Regions from separate parts of the Mus musculus genome. Here region 1 is linked to region 2. A link is a contact called in public Hi-C data. All regions are on one chromosome and are shown on one strand. The core of a region is the stretch at or near the end of the contact, and the rest is flanking DNA. Distances in the headings are between cores, read along the strand shown. Region 1 has its middle 82 kb from the start of Macir. Region 2 holds the start of Ppip5k2 (diphosphoinositol pentakisphosphate kinase 2).

Region 1 (3,519 bases), core at 589-3,088, 190 kb before region 2:
AGGAGACTAGATCAGTAGGTAAAGTCTGATTTCCATGCCACCTCTCAGACTTGATTTAGCAGTAATTGTTTATATGGGTTTCTCAAGTACTCCTCAGAATTGAGCAATATCTTAAGGAGTGGCCAGCCTTGTAACGCATATTCACATCAGCTCTCCTTCTTTCCCCACCTGACTCCACCTATCATACACACTAGAAATAAACTCCAATAAAATCACCATCACACGTCCTTTTGTCCATATATCCAAGCTGTATCAGTAACTGGTGGGAAACTCTAGGTTAAGAGCTGTGCATACATGGTCCATCCTTTCATCTCAGCTCCAAACTTTGTTTCTGTAACTCCTTCCATGGGTGTTTTGTTCCCACTTCTAAGGAGGGGCATAGTGTCCACACTTCAGTCTTCATTTTTCTTGAGTTTCATGTGTTTAGGAAATTGTATCTTATATCGTGGGTATCCTAGGTTTTGGGCTAGTATCCACTTATCAGTGAGTACATATTGTGTGAGTTCCTTTGTGATTGTGTTACCTCACTCAGGATGATGCTCTCCAGGTCCATCCATTTGGCTAGGAATTTCATAAATTCATTCTTTTTAATAGCTGAGTAGTACTCCATTGTGTAGATGTACCACATTTTCTGTATCCATTCCTCTGTTGAGGGGCATCTGGGTTCTTTCCAGTTTCTGGCTATTATAAATAAGGCTGCTATGAACATAGTGGAGCATGTGTCCTTCTTACCAGTTGGGGCTTCTTCTGGATATATGCCCAGGAGAGGTATTGCTGGATCCTCCGGTAGTACTATGTCCAATTTTCTGAGGAACCGCCAGACTGATTTCCAGAGTGGTTGTACAAGCCTGCAATTCCACCAACAATGGAGGAGTGTTCCTCTTTCTCCACATCCTCGCCAGCATCTGCTGTCACCTGAATTTTTGATCTTAGCCATTCTCACTGGTGTGAGGTGGAATCTCAGGGTTGTTTTGATTTGCATTTCCCTGATGATTAAGGATGTTGAACATTTTTTCAGGTGCTTCTCTGCCATTCGGTATTCCTCAGGTGAGAATTCTTTGTTCAGTTCTGAGCCCCACCCCATAATCAGCATCCAAACGCTGACACCATTGCATATACTAGCAAGATTTTATCGAAAGGACCCAGATGTAGCTGTCTCTTGTGAGACTATGCCGGGGCCTAGCAAACACAGAAGTGGATGCTCACAGTCAGCTAATGGATGGATCACAGGGCTCCCAATGGAGGAGCTAGAGAAAGTACCCAAGGAGCTAAAGGGATCTTCAACCCTATAGGTGGAACAACATTATGAACTAACCAGTACCCCTGAGCTCTTGACTCTAGCTGCATATGTATCAAAAGATGGCCTAGTCGGCCATCACTGGAAAGAGAGGCCCATTGGACACGCAGACTTTGTGTGCCCCGGTACAGGGGAACACCAGGGCCAAAGGGGGGGAGTGGGTGGGTAGGGGAGTGGGGGTGGGTGGGTAAGGGGGACTTTTGGTATAGCATTGGAAATGTAAATGAGCTAAATACCTAATAAAAAATGGAAAAAAAAAAAAAAACAAAAAAAAAAAAAAAAAAAAAAAAAAAAAATACTTTGTATTTATCAAACCTTTAAAAAAAAAAAAAAAAAAAAAAAAAAAAAAAAAAAGAGCTGTGCATACTTCCTGTTTCTGGGTGAAATGTGAGAAATGAAAAAAAAAAAAAAAACACCTCTTCTTAGATCTGTCAGAGAAATGAGGTCACAGGACCAACGGCTGTCTTCATGATCAGAAAGGCAGACAGGCGGGCACAGAGAAGCAGGGCTTGCCAGAACAGAAACCCTCAAAAGGAAACCCCTCCGTGGGAACTAGTGCTGGGTGGAACCACCTGAGTTGTAGCTGACAGATTACTGGAGGCTCAGCCCAGGCAACCCTGAGATGTAAAACCCCCAGGGAAACAAGGTGTGGGGAGCCTCACATGCTTACAAGGCTAATTCCATCACCCTAACCAGCTTCTCCTAGTGAGGAACCAATCACACACACACACACACAGAGAGAGAGAGAGAGAGAGAGAGAGAGAGAGAGAGAGAGAGAGAGAGAGAGAGAGAGAGAGAGAGAGAGAGTTTTTAACATGAAGAAGGCAAGCAGAACTACCTTGAAATATAGCTGGACACTCTGTTGTTCTTAACAAGCCTTGCCCTTAGGCCTCCTGCCCCACCTGAGGCCAAAGGTTCACCAAGACTTCATCCAGTCTTGAGAGCATGCCCTCTGCCCCACAACTTATGCCACACCACTAAATGTCTATTTACCTACCCCAGTTGCTTTTACAGAGACACCATACCTATTGTACTGGCTGGTTTTGTGTGTCAACTTGACACAAACTGGAGTTATCACAGAGAAAGGAGCCTCCCTTGAAGAAACACCTCCATGAAATTCAGCTGTAAGGCATTTTCTCAATTAGTGGGCAAGGGTGGGAGGGCCCAGCCCATTGTGGGCGGTGCCATCCCTGGGCTGGTAGTCCTGGGTTCTATAAAAAAGAGGCCGAGCAAGATAGGGGAAGCATCCAGTAAGCAGCACTCTCCATGGCCTCTGCATTAGCTCCTGCCTCCAGATTCCTGCCCTGTGTGAGTTCCCATCCTGACTTTTTGGTGATGAACAGAAATGTGGAAGTGTAAGCTGAATAAACCCTTTCCTCCCCAACTTGCTCCTCAGTCATGATGGTTTGTGTAGGAATACAAACCCAATCTTCTAACAGAATATGACAATACACGCTAAAAGAAAAATGTAACAAAACTAAACAAATAACAAAACCACAGTTTGGAACTAAATATGAATCATTGTGAAATCAGATAGAACAAGACTATTATAAGCATCAGACCAAGACTTTAACAGAATATTTAAATTACCCACCTATGATTACATGCTGTGACTTTTTCTATTAATGCCCTTAGCATATTAATCATAACGAAATATGTCTGGACAATTGCAAAGTACTTAGAAAATTTATTTTTTCACCCCCTTGTATTAAGCACACTAAAGAATATATGGAACAAAAAGGAAATCTCAAGAAAATTTTAAAGCATTTTGAACTAACATAAAATTGAAAATTCAACTTATCAACATTGGTTACATGCGTGAAAAGTTATAGAAGAGAGATCTAAAGTCAATAACCAGTATTTCTAGTCAATGAAACCAGCAAAAGTACAAAATCCAAAGTAAACAAATCAAATAAATAATGAAAATAAAAACATAAATGGATGGGCCAAAAAAAATAATGTGATCAAACACCAAATACCTTGTAAGATCAGTAAAATCAATAAGTTAACTCTCACTAGACTAATGGCTGTAGACCCAGACCACATGTCCTTTGAAGAACTTAACTCCAAATTCTTCAACTCAGTCTCGGCCACAAAGGATAACATTCCCAGAATATAACATGGAAAATTGTCTAAGCATCTTGTGTGCTGGTTAATATTTTTGGTTTTGCTTTTTTTGTCAGCTTGACATAGGCCAGTGTCACTTGGGAAGAGAAAAGTCC
Region 2 (3,327 bases), core at 731-3,230:
TACATAAAAAGTGTTAAATATTGGTTTCTTCCTGCTAGGAAAGGCAAGCTAGAATAGGTTTTTCGATTATATAAACCAAGACAGTTCCAAGTTCCATACAACTTTGGCAAATGACTGATTCCTCTCCCTCTTCAAAAGGTATACCTCTTTCTGCTGAGTCAGCATTTCTGCCTGGAATTTACCTTTCTGCTGAGTTAGCTTTTTGGTTTGGATTTTATTGCCATTTTAGAGGTAGTTCCTATTCCTGAAATAAACTGGAAGACTTCAAAGAATGCTTCCCAGACTCTTCTCATGCATCTACCAAACCCCAAACACATTTCTTAACCTTTTTGTCTCCTTGTGCTCCATACGTACCTTTCCCAATGATCTGTTTCACACCTGACAATGATGTGAGTGCTCAGGGTTTTGTTTCTAATTATCAAACATTTCAAATTATCAGAAAAACTAAATGAACTACTCTTATGCCTAGTATTAGATTCAATAGTCTATCAATTGTTAAATTTAATACCTTTATAATTACCTAAAAACTGAGATAGCAAGCATTGTACAATTATGAGCCTTCTAGTCATCAGTTTTTCCACTTGCCTTTTCAAAAAATAGCCTATGCTGCAGAAAATACATTCGACAGTCTGAAATATGTAATTCTACAGCACATACAGAATTTGCAGAAAGATCACGACTGTCATTTGTCACACACATATACACAAGCACACTATGGATGCATAACCTCTGATAGTTAGTGAAGAAACTGGAATAACAAGAGCAATGGCAGGACAATAGAATACAGATGCTGGATTCAGATCTAGTTTCTAGTAAACACTCAAAGGTTTTCCTGTGGCAAAATGTAACCAGGGTAAGTTCCACTACCTCACTAACTTTCCATTTTCCGGCTTAAAAATATAATAACCTAACAACCTTCACGAGCCTCTTGAAAGGATGAATGACAATATATGTGCAAACCATGTGGTACTGTTACACACTAATATCAGCTATCGTTATATTATTGCTCAAAAACCACGGGTTTCAGTTAGAAAAAAAAAACTGTAATAGTGAAACAAAATCCTGCCCCGGTATAGGCTAATGCTTAAGTCAGCCATGCTTCCTACTTCTGTGTCTTCCAGGACGCAAAAAGCAAAACGACCATTACCACAAACCTCAAGAATGGTAACTCTCAGGAAGTTGTCCAGAACCTCCAGGATGAGATCCAAAGGTCACTATCTACATGGGAGGACGCAACGCTGTGTAATCGATAAGGCGCGGGTGCGGCATTGACCTGCAACCTCGTCTCTTACCTTGCAACGCCGCTGTGCACACACACACAGTGCTTTTGTTCTTTGGAAGTGGGTGTGGAAAGCAAAGACAAGCAGAGCAAAGGATAGGGAATGAAACAGACACCTCTCCCCACAGAAGAAGCCAAACAACGGCGCACCCCTCGGTGAACGGAGATCCAAATACAAGTCGAACGTGGGTAGCTCCCTAACTAGCGGGACTGCAATTTCGGGCTTTTCAAACTCTAGAAATGAAAAGAGGAAGCGACTCGGGAAGCGGAGGAGAAATCAAGCCTGAAAGGGACCCTGGGGATGTTCTGTCACTCGTCCACAAGCACGCTGCCCTCCGCGACTGTCCGTGGCTCTTGCAAGACCACGTGTCCCGCATCCGCACCGTGGAGCAGAGACAAAGCAAACACCTGGAGGCGGCGGCGAGCCTCGGGCTGCCGGAGATGTCGCCTCTCCCGGTCCTCACCTGCCGTGGCTGCGGGCAGCAAGCGATCTGCGGGAGATGCTTGAGCCCATCCAGGTTTCGGTTCCTCCCCCTTTAATTGCGGGGGCGAGGGAAGGACGCTTGTGCCGAGGCGGCTCTCGGAGGCGTGGACCTGAAGCTTCCCTCGCCGGCCACCGCGGAACCGCTGGCACTGGCACACCTCAGGAGCCTCCGACACGCCTCTTCCCTGCCCGCCCTCCACAGGGCTCCCACGGAAACTGCACCGGCCGGAACAGTTTCCGGCGGACCAACGACCCGCCTGAGCCTTCCTGTTCCACAAGCGCCACCAGAACTCCGACCCCCGGCAGTTCCGCTTCCGGTAGCACCAGATAAATCGCGAGAGGAGAGTTAAAAACCTGCCGTTTGCACTTAGGACCACTTCGGTGAGTGGTCGTTCTAGTGTGTTCTGTCATACCTATTTTTCTTTATTTTTTTCTTCATTTTTTTTAAAAACGGAGACGTAGCCTTCCAGTAACTTTAAAACGGTCCCCTTCGACTGCTCTAAGGACGGGTTTGACTAGCGGAGGTTTCGCGCAGGCGCCGTTTGGGGCGGGAGGGCCTTGAACTTGCACAGCGCCGCGGATGGTGGCTGCAAAGAGGCGAGGACTGTTGGGCTCAGGGAGGTGGCGACTCGGTATAATTGAGCTGTCAACGGTCCTTTTCCTGCTTAGGCAAGGATTAGCGGGACCTAGCCCTCAGGGGTCCGTTAACGAGGTGTCAAAAAGCTTGCGGAGCTCTCCCTTGCCGGCGGCGGCGAATGCTGGACTGCCTTCAAAACTCGAGTGCAGCGGCGCTTGTCCGAAGCTGGAGGAGTTTCGTCCTGCATAGTAGTCACCATTCAGTGTGAAAACGTACACCTGTGTAAAGGAACGAGCTCAAGGGGGGTGGGGTGGGGACCTTAAAGCTCTAAAGGGAAAATACACTTTTTAAAAAAATCTCAATTTTCAAAATGGACCTGAATTTGTCCTGTGCGGCTTTATCTGTATGCATATGGAAATAAAGGGAAAAGAGGCAGGGTATGGTCTGAAGTATTGCCGCCTCAGGCTTATCCCTGCCTCCTCCCAGTTAATATATAATTGTACGGGTTCAGTTTTCAGAGATTAAAGCAGAATAATTCAAAAGTCGGAACCCTAATCCCACAATCCTGTGTTTATTAAAACATTACAACTTTTGTGTTTTGAAGTTAGAATACAAACTTACTGTGTAACCTTTCATTGGCTTTAATAGTAGCTTCATGCTAAAAATAAAAAGAATAGTTAATTGTTTTCATTGGTTACGCAAGACAAAATTATAGATGTTAAGCAATAAGTATTGGTAAAAATATTTGTTGTTCTTAACGTTGTACGAGGAACATGCTGTAAAGACCTAATCAAATATCCTGATGAAATTGCAACACTTTGGTGCTCAGCTTTTAACGGAATGCATATGCCCAGCTGCCTCACCCGAGCTGACCGGCCTCCCTATCATGGGACACAGGGCTGTCCAACTGTGACTCAGAATAAACCATTCTCCTTGGTGCCTTTCCTGCTCATTTTATAGTAACAGTGACACGGTAGCTAATGTGGG

What was found. Hi-C and Micro-C count contacts between places; a contact is called where the count stands out from the background.
Region 1: a contact with region 2 is called in a Hi-C map of B cells, with 18 read pairs. The contact joins the enhancer-like site here to the promoter of Ppip5k2 in region 2. A contact is called at or near these places in 3 of 39 promoter capture datasets (liver and pre-B cells), 7 of 484 Hi-C or Micro-C datasets (B cells, CD4 T cells, CD8 T cells and 3 more), 6 of 115 datasets of contacts at active chromatin or transcription factors (the SCID.adh cell line, bone marrow-derived macrophages, effector CD8 T cells and 3 more) and 1 of 9 other capture datasets (liver).

Annotation. Positions count from the first base shown.
Region 1 is chr1:97,578,658-97,582,176 of GRCm38.p6, forward strand. No RefSeq gene overlaps it. Among named protein-coding and RNA genes, the nearest start is that of Macir, 82 kb to the right of the region's middle. Within about 2 kb of position 1,839, at least 93 of the 459 cell types and tissues checked have an H3K27ac peak or open chromatin away from gene starts, as enhancers often do. A contact at or near this core is called in B cells, CD8 T cells, the SCID.adh cell line and 7 more, where this site is marked.
Region 2 is chr1:97,768,112-97,771,438 of GRCm38.p6, forward strand. Ppip5k2 (diphosphoinositol pentakisphosphate kinase 2) reads right to left here and starts at 1,981. Exons shown (of 28, transcript NM_173760.5): 1 at 1,744-1,981. It overlaps Gin1 (gypsy retrotransposon integrase 1), which reads left to right and starts at 2,061. Exons shown (of 8, transcript NM_026250.3): 1 at 2,061-2,144.